Regions from separate parts of the Pan troglodytes genome. Here region 1 is linked to region 2. Evidence: chromatin contacts called from public HiChIP or PLAC-seq data. All regions are on one chromosome and are shown on one strand. Each heading gives the region's core, a stretch centred on a gene start, on an enhancer-like site or on the middle of the called end of the contact. The rest is flanking DNA. Distances are from core to core; before and after follow the strand shown. Region 1 holds the start of TM9SF2 (transmembrane 9 superfamily member 2). Region 2 holds the start of UBAC2 (UBA domain containing 2).

Region 1 (3,138 bases), core at 187-2,686, 300 kb before region 2:
AATTAACATTTTTGCTCACTATCTTCTTTTCCTAGCACCACTGAAACTTGACCTTCGGCCGGCGCGGTGGCTCACGCCTGTAATCCCAGCACTTTGGGAGGCCGAGATGAGCGGATCACGAGGTCAGAAGATCGAGACCATCCTGGCTAACACGGTGAAACCCCGTCTCTACTAAAAATACAAAAAAATTAGCCGAGCGTGGTGGCAGGCGCCTGTAGTCCCAGCTACTTGGGAGGCTGAGGCAGGAGAATGGCGTGAACCCGGGAGGCGGAGCTTGCGGTAAGCCGAGATCGTGCCACTGCACTCCAGCCTGGGCGACGGAGCACGACTCCGTCTCAAAAAAAAAAAAAAACAAAAAAAAACTTGACCTTCATTATATCTCACTGCCCTCATCCCAAACATTTCCTCTCCCAGTTTTCCAGGAAACGGCATCGCTGCCCATCTCTTCTCAGGCCCCAACCCTAGAGGAGAACCTAAATTTCTCATTTCCTCACTACCTACCTCCAGTCCTTCAGCAGGTCCCGTTGGTTGGGCTGCTAAACTATGGACTAAATCCTTTCAGTACTTTCCATGCCCACAGCTACCACCCTGGTCCAAGCCAAATTCTTAGTTCCCCTGGACTTCTTACTGCAGTAGCCTCTCAGCTTCCACTCTTGGCAAAATCAATTTTATAAAACCTTGAAATCCCTTAATACCACTCGTCTGCTTAAACCTCGGCATCCCACATTTACCACTATCAGGAAGGATCACGTTTGTTTGTTTGCTGTCTCATTCCCCCATTTATATGTGAATTCCACGGGTAAGGGCCTGCTCCTACATCCCACACCTCTACATCCACAGAGCCTAGAGACCGCAGGCGCGGGGAAAGCACTCCACGACCATCACTGGCCAGGCCACAAGAGTGCTGGATCTAAATTTGGAACCGGACTTTCAGAGCTGAAATAAACCTGAGGTTTTCCAGGGGCTTTTAACCTCCTTTTACAGCCAAGGATGCGCCTAAGAAAGGGGAGAGGCTTCCGTGACTTCCTGCAGTAACGCAGCCACTAGAGATTGAGACTACAACAACTTGGGAGTCTAAAAGTCTGCAACCTTTTCCACTCCAGAGCTCGATGTTTCCTCAATCCCCCGGGATCGGCATCAGCAAAAACCCGGAGAAGCGGAGCCTTTCTCAAAGAAAATGACCTCCAGACTCATGCTACCATCTCGACCGGTGCAAGTATCACGCATGCGCAGGACCGGCCGGCCGGCCGCACCTCGCCAACTCCTACTCGGACACGTCATCTAGGTCGGCCAGGGTCTGGTGGGAGGGGCCGGGGGCGGGGCTCGGACGCGGGGCGAAGTGGTCCCCCTACTTCCGGATCCGGCCTCACCTGGCCAACGCCTCACTCGGGGTTCCTTGGTTACGTGGCTGCGGTGTCTACCCGGTGCCGGGGCGTGGCGGAGAGAGACCGCCCCGCCCTCCACGCAGGCCACAAAATGGAGGCCCTGCCCTGTGGGCTTTTGTGGCCTGGGCGCTGTCGTGCCGAAAGACGAAAGTGACAATTCCAGTTGCAAACTGGAAAGAAATGGAGTTTTTCCTTCATTCTCCCCATGATCGTGACGGTCCTTTTCTCAAAGTACTAATACTTTTAATGGGACTGTAAAACTTGAGGGATATGACTCTCTCCTCTCCTCTGCTTCAGATTGCATTTGCCAACTCTGATTTACCGCCAATACTATGGTGCTGTCATATTCATAGAGACAGAAAGTAGAGCAGTGGTTGTAGAGAGAGTCTGCAGAAGGAGGGATGGGGATTTACTGTTTAATGGCATACGGTTTCAGTATGGGTTGGTGAAAAAGTTGGGATGAATGGTGATGACTGCACAACAATGCAAATATGCTAATGTCACAGAAGTGTACACTTAAAAATGGTTAGACGGTAAGTTTTCTATTATGTATATTTTACCACAATTTTTTTTTTTAAATGCAACAGAGTCTCGCTGTTGCCTAGGCTGGAGTGCAGTGGCAGGATCTCAGCCCACTGCAACCTCCGCCTTCCAGGTTCAAGCGATTCTCGTGCCTCAGCCTCCCAAGTAACTGGGATTACAGGTGCCAGCCACCACGCCCAGCTAATTTTTGTATTTTTAGTAGAGATGGGGTTTCACCATGTTGGCCAGGCTAGGCTGTTCTCGAACTCCTGAACTCAGGTGATCCGCCTGCCTTGGTCTCCCCCAGTGCCGGGATTACACGCGTGAGCCACCACGCCCGGCCCCACAGTTTTTTGTTTTTAATTTTTAAATTTTTTTTAATGGCATTTGTGTCTTTTTTTCTTTTTCTTTTGTTTTTGAAACAGAATCTCACTCTGTCGCCAAGCTGGAGTGCAGTGGCGCCATCTTGGCTCACTGCAACCTCTGACTCCCTGGTTCAAGCGATTCTCCTGCCTCAGCCTCTCCAGTAGCTGGGGTTACAGGCACGCACCACCCCGCCCAGCTAATTTTTGTATTTTTAGTAGAGATGGGGTTTCACCATATTGGCCAGGATGGTCTCCATCTCCTGACCTCGTGATCCACCTTGGCTTCCCAAAGTGCTGGGATTACAGGTGTGAGCCACTGCACCCAACCTAAATGGCATTTGTTTCTTCCACTCCTCTCTGCCAGAATAATTTGGACAGCCTTTTCTGAGTTTCCCATGACGACTTCTGTATAAGATTGTCAGATATAGCAAATAAAAGTACAGTATGCCCAGGTAAATTTTAATTTCAGATGATCAATGAATAATTTTTTAGTATAAGTACATTCCAACTATTACATGGGACATAAGGGTATTTTATCGGATCACCCTACTTTTGTGTCAAGTTAAAATTATTAGCAAAAGTGCTTCCGTTTTTAGGAAGTGCACACTGTACTCTAGTAGTTAGGCAGGAGAACAGGGTCTGCGAGCAGGGAACCTAAGGCCGTTTCACACTGACTTCCTAGAGCCATTTGGAAAGGAAAACCCTAACTTTCCACTCCTAAGTAACAAAAGGCCCAGAGGACACTCCCTTTGCAAACCCCCACCTTTTCTGTGCGGCAGCTGGAAAATTGAAAGTGCCTCTGATTGGTTGCTTTCTGCAACTAATCAGATGTTTGCATAGAGCGTAACTTTGTAACTTCACTTCAG
Region 2 (2,808 bases), core at 179-2,678:
AATCCATGAAAGATGCCATAAATCAAATTAATTATGAAACAAAGGAAATCATAAATATTGAAACCACTTCAAAACCTGAGAAGTTGAGAAGTGAGGAAGATTTAAAATTATGCCTGTGGCGCTGATACTAACTCACTGTCAGACTATAAGACGACACACACATTCTCAGAAGATTCATGACATTCCCAACAGATTTTTTTTTTTTTTTTTTTTTGAGATGGAGTCTCGCTTTGTCGCCCAGGCCACAGTGCAGTGGCGCAATCTCAGCTCGCTGCAAGCTCCGCCTCCCGGGTTCACGCCATTCTCCTGCCTCAGCCTCCCGAGTAGCTGGGAATACAGGCACCCGCCACCACGCCCAGCTAATTTTTTGTGTTTTTAGTAGAGAGACGGGGTTTCACCGTGTTGGCCAGGATGGTCTCGATCTCCTGACCTCGTGATCCGCCCACCTCGGCCTCCCAAAGTGCTGGGATTACAGGCGTGAGCCACCGCGCCCGGCCAACAGATCTTTAATATTTGGAAATGTCAGATGTTTCTGTCCTCCAGCAGCATTAACTTCACATGGAGTATGAACAGTGACAAGCAATTGCAAAATTAGAGCTGTTCTCCGTTGCTGTACCCGTGCCTGTTAACACGCAGTCTACCTTACCGAAAGTCAATTCCACACACTCAGTGAGAAAAACCGTTTAACTGGCTGTAAAAATACTTCTCCGCCCCCTACCTGCTGACCACCGCTAACACGCCAGGAAAACAGCAACATCCAGCAGCACAGCTGCGCTCCCTCGCCACGACTTCCTAACTTCCCTCCACTTGAAAGCACTCTCATCAGTGTTTGTCTAAAAACTCTTCTTGGAGACTGAAGAAGAAACACATCCAAGTGAAACTGAGAGGTCAGCTTCTAAAGCGGAGGCTGAACTTTGCAAGTGGGGGCGGGGGGAGTTAGTTCGGTCCCCCAAGCCTAAAAGAATGGGGCATGGTAAGGGGGACGGCCCCTTCCTTCAGCGCGGCACACACTCCGCAAAGGGCCTGGGGCCGGCCCACGAGAACACCAGGGCACCTGCCCATTTGCAGCGGCCCCAAGAGACTCCTGGGCAGCGCACCTGGGGATACCAGGTGGGGTCGGGGCGGGCGGCGGGGCTTTGTCCCCATTCGCCCCTCCAGGCCGAAATGGGGGCGGTTTCCGCTAACCCCCAAGACCGGGAACTAGCAGGGTTCGGACGCGGGTCTGGAGGGTCGGCCCCACCACCTCCGGCAAACCCGAGGGTCCCCGCTGCCCCAGCCTCCTCAAAGAGGTGCCTAGGGTGGCGTGTAGGGGGCAGCCAGGATGGCGGAGGCCGGTACTCACAGAGCCCACTGGAGCCGGTGCTGGTGAACATAGTCCCGCCGGGCTCGGAGCCCCAGAGGGCGCCGGGGGAGGGGAAGCTGAAGTGCGAGCCCCAGCGACCGCGCAGGCGCACTCTTGGCGGAGCGACGAATCCGGCGCCGCGAGGCCCCTCGCCGCTGACGAACGGCGCATGCGCAGTCAGGGGCGTGCGCCCCCTGGGTCAGCGCCCTCCTTCCTGCCGGGGAAGGGAAGTGCGTCCGTAGGGGAGGGCCCACCTCTCCAGGTTGAAACGATGGCGGTCAGAACCGCCTGAGGTAGAAACGGGTGGCACTGGGGAAGCGGAGGCGTAGCTCCCGAGAGCCTCACACTTGTGCTCAGTGCCGCCTCACCCCTGGTGGATCCGCGATGGCCGCGGATTCCCCTGGATTGCCGGCGCTGGGCAGGAGCTCCACCTCTAATCTCTCCCGAGACTGGACGCCCGGCGCCTTCCACGCGCGTTGTGTCTTTCCGGGCGGTCCCTCGAAGCTGGCTACCCCGCGGGCTGTTGACTGCAGTGGGATCTGGTCACTCAGATGCGGATAGAGGGGTACGGGAGCCGGAGAGGTGGAACAGGTCCTTCCGGGTGCGGAGGGCTGGGCCGTCCAGCCGCCTCTTTGTTCCCGCGTGGGTCCCGCGCGGAATCCCCACCACCGGGGCCGACTGTCGTGGTCCCTGGAGTCAGCACCCTGCCCTCCCCGCCGTGGTGGCGGGTGGCTGGGGGGTCCCCGGCGCGGCGAGCCCGGCGGAGCGACCCTGCGCTTCTGCCCTGGCGAGCTTCCGGACTCAGGCCATTTAAATTTTTTTCCCCAGCAGAATGAAGTTACTCTTTGCCAAAGTCACGGTTTTTAAATGTGCGAGCCTGAAAACTATCATGCAGTCGTTTTAAAAAGTTTTTTTTTAAGTTGATCTCGTGAAAGTAGGGAGTAAAAGAGTGGTTTTTCTTGTACAGAGGAGAGTTAGTGGGGAGGAAGATGGGAAGAGGTTGGTCAACAGACACAAAGTTATAGTTAGAAGGAATACGTTTTGGTATTCTCTTGCACATTTGGATGACTATACTCAACGATAATGTTAACTTCAAAATAGCTAGAAGAGAGGATTTTGAATATTCTCACCACAAAGAAATGACAAGTGTTTTGGTGATGGATGTGCTAATTACCCTGATTAGATGGTTGCACAATGTGTATATGTATGGAACCATCACACTGTACCCCAGAAATACATGCAATTATGTGAGAATGCATGTTATGGGGAAAATTGACCACACTACCCAGCTAAATGAAAGGAATAGGCTATGGAGTACTAAAAAAAAAAAGCATTTTCAGTGCTCATAAGTGCCAGCCAGTGTGCTAAATCTGTGATTCGTAGATCAACACAGTCCCTACCCTCAAAGAGAGGTTCCAGTGGGCCAAAATGTTAACACTGATTATAGAAGGCAAAAGTATGACTTT

The links. HiChIP or PLAC-seq counts read pairs in DNA pulled down with a chosen protein or histone mark.
Region 1: an H3K4me3 HiChIP or PLAC-seq map of stem cell-derived excitatory neurons shows a contact between it and region 2, with 2.8 times the contacts expected there. The contact joins the promoter of TM9SF2 here to the promoter of UBAC2 in region 2. A contact is called at or near these places in 1 of 7 Hi-C or Micro-C datasets (stem cell-derived neural progenitor cells) and 1 of 1 datasets of contacts at active chromatin or transcription factors (stem cell-derived excitatory neurons).

The regions. Positions count from the first base shown.
Region 1 is chr14:105,107,008-105,110,145 of NHGRI_mPanTro3-v2.0_pri, reverse strand. TM9SF2 (transmembrane 9 superfamily member 2) reads right to left here and starts at 1,436. Exons shown (of 19, transcript XM_016925490.4): 1 at 1,090-1,436. LOC129136860 (a long non-coding RNA gene) reads left to right here. Exons shown (of 3, transcript XR_010150548.1): 2 at 36-279; 3 at 841-3,138.
Region 2 is chr14:104,812,302-104,815,109 of NHGRI_mPanTro3-v2.0_pri, reverse strand. It overlaps UBAC2 (UBA domain containing 2), which reads right to left and starts at 1,428. Exons shown (of 9, transcript NM_001246491.1): 1 at 1,343-1,428. The coding sequence starts at 1,373.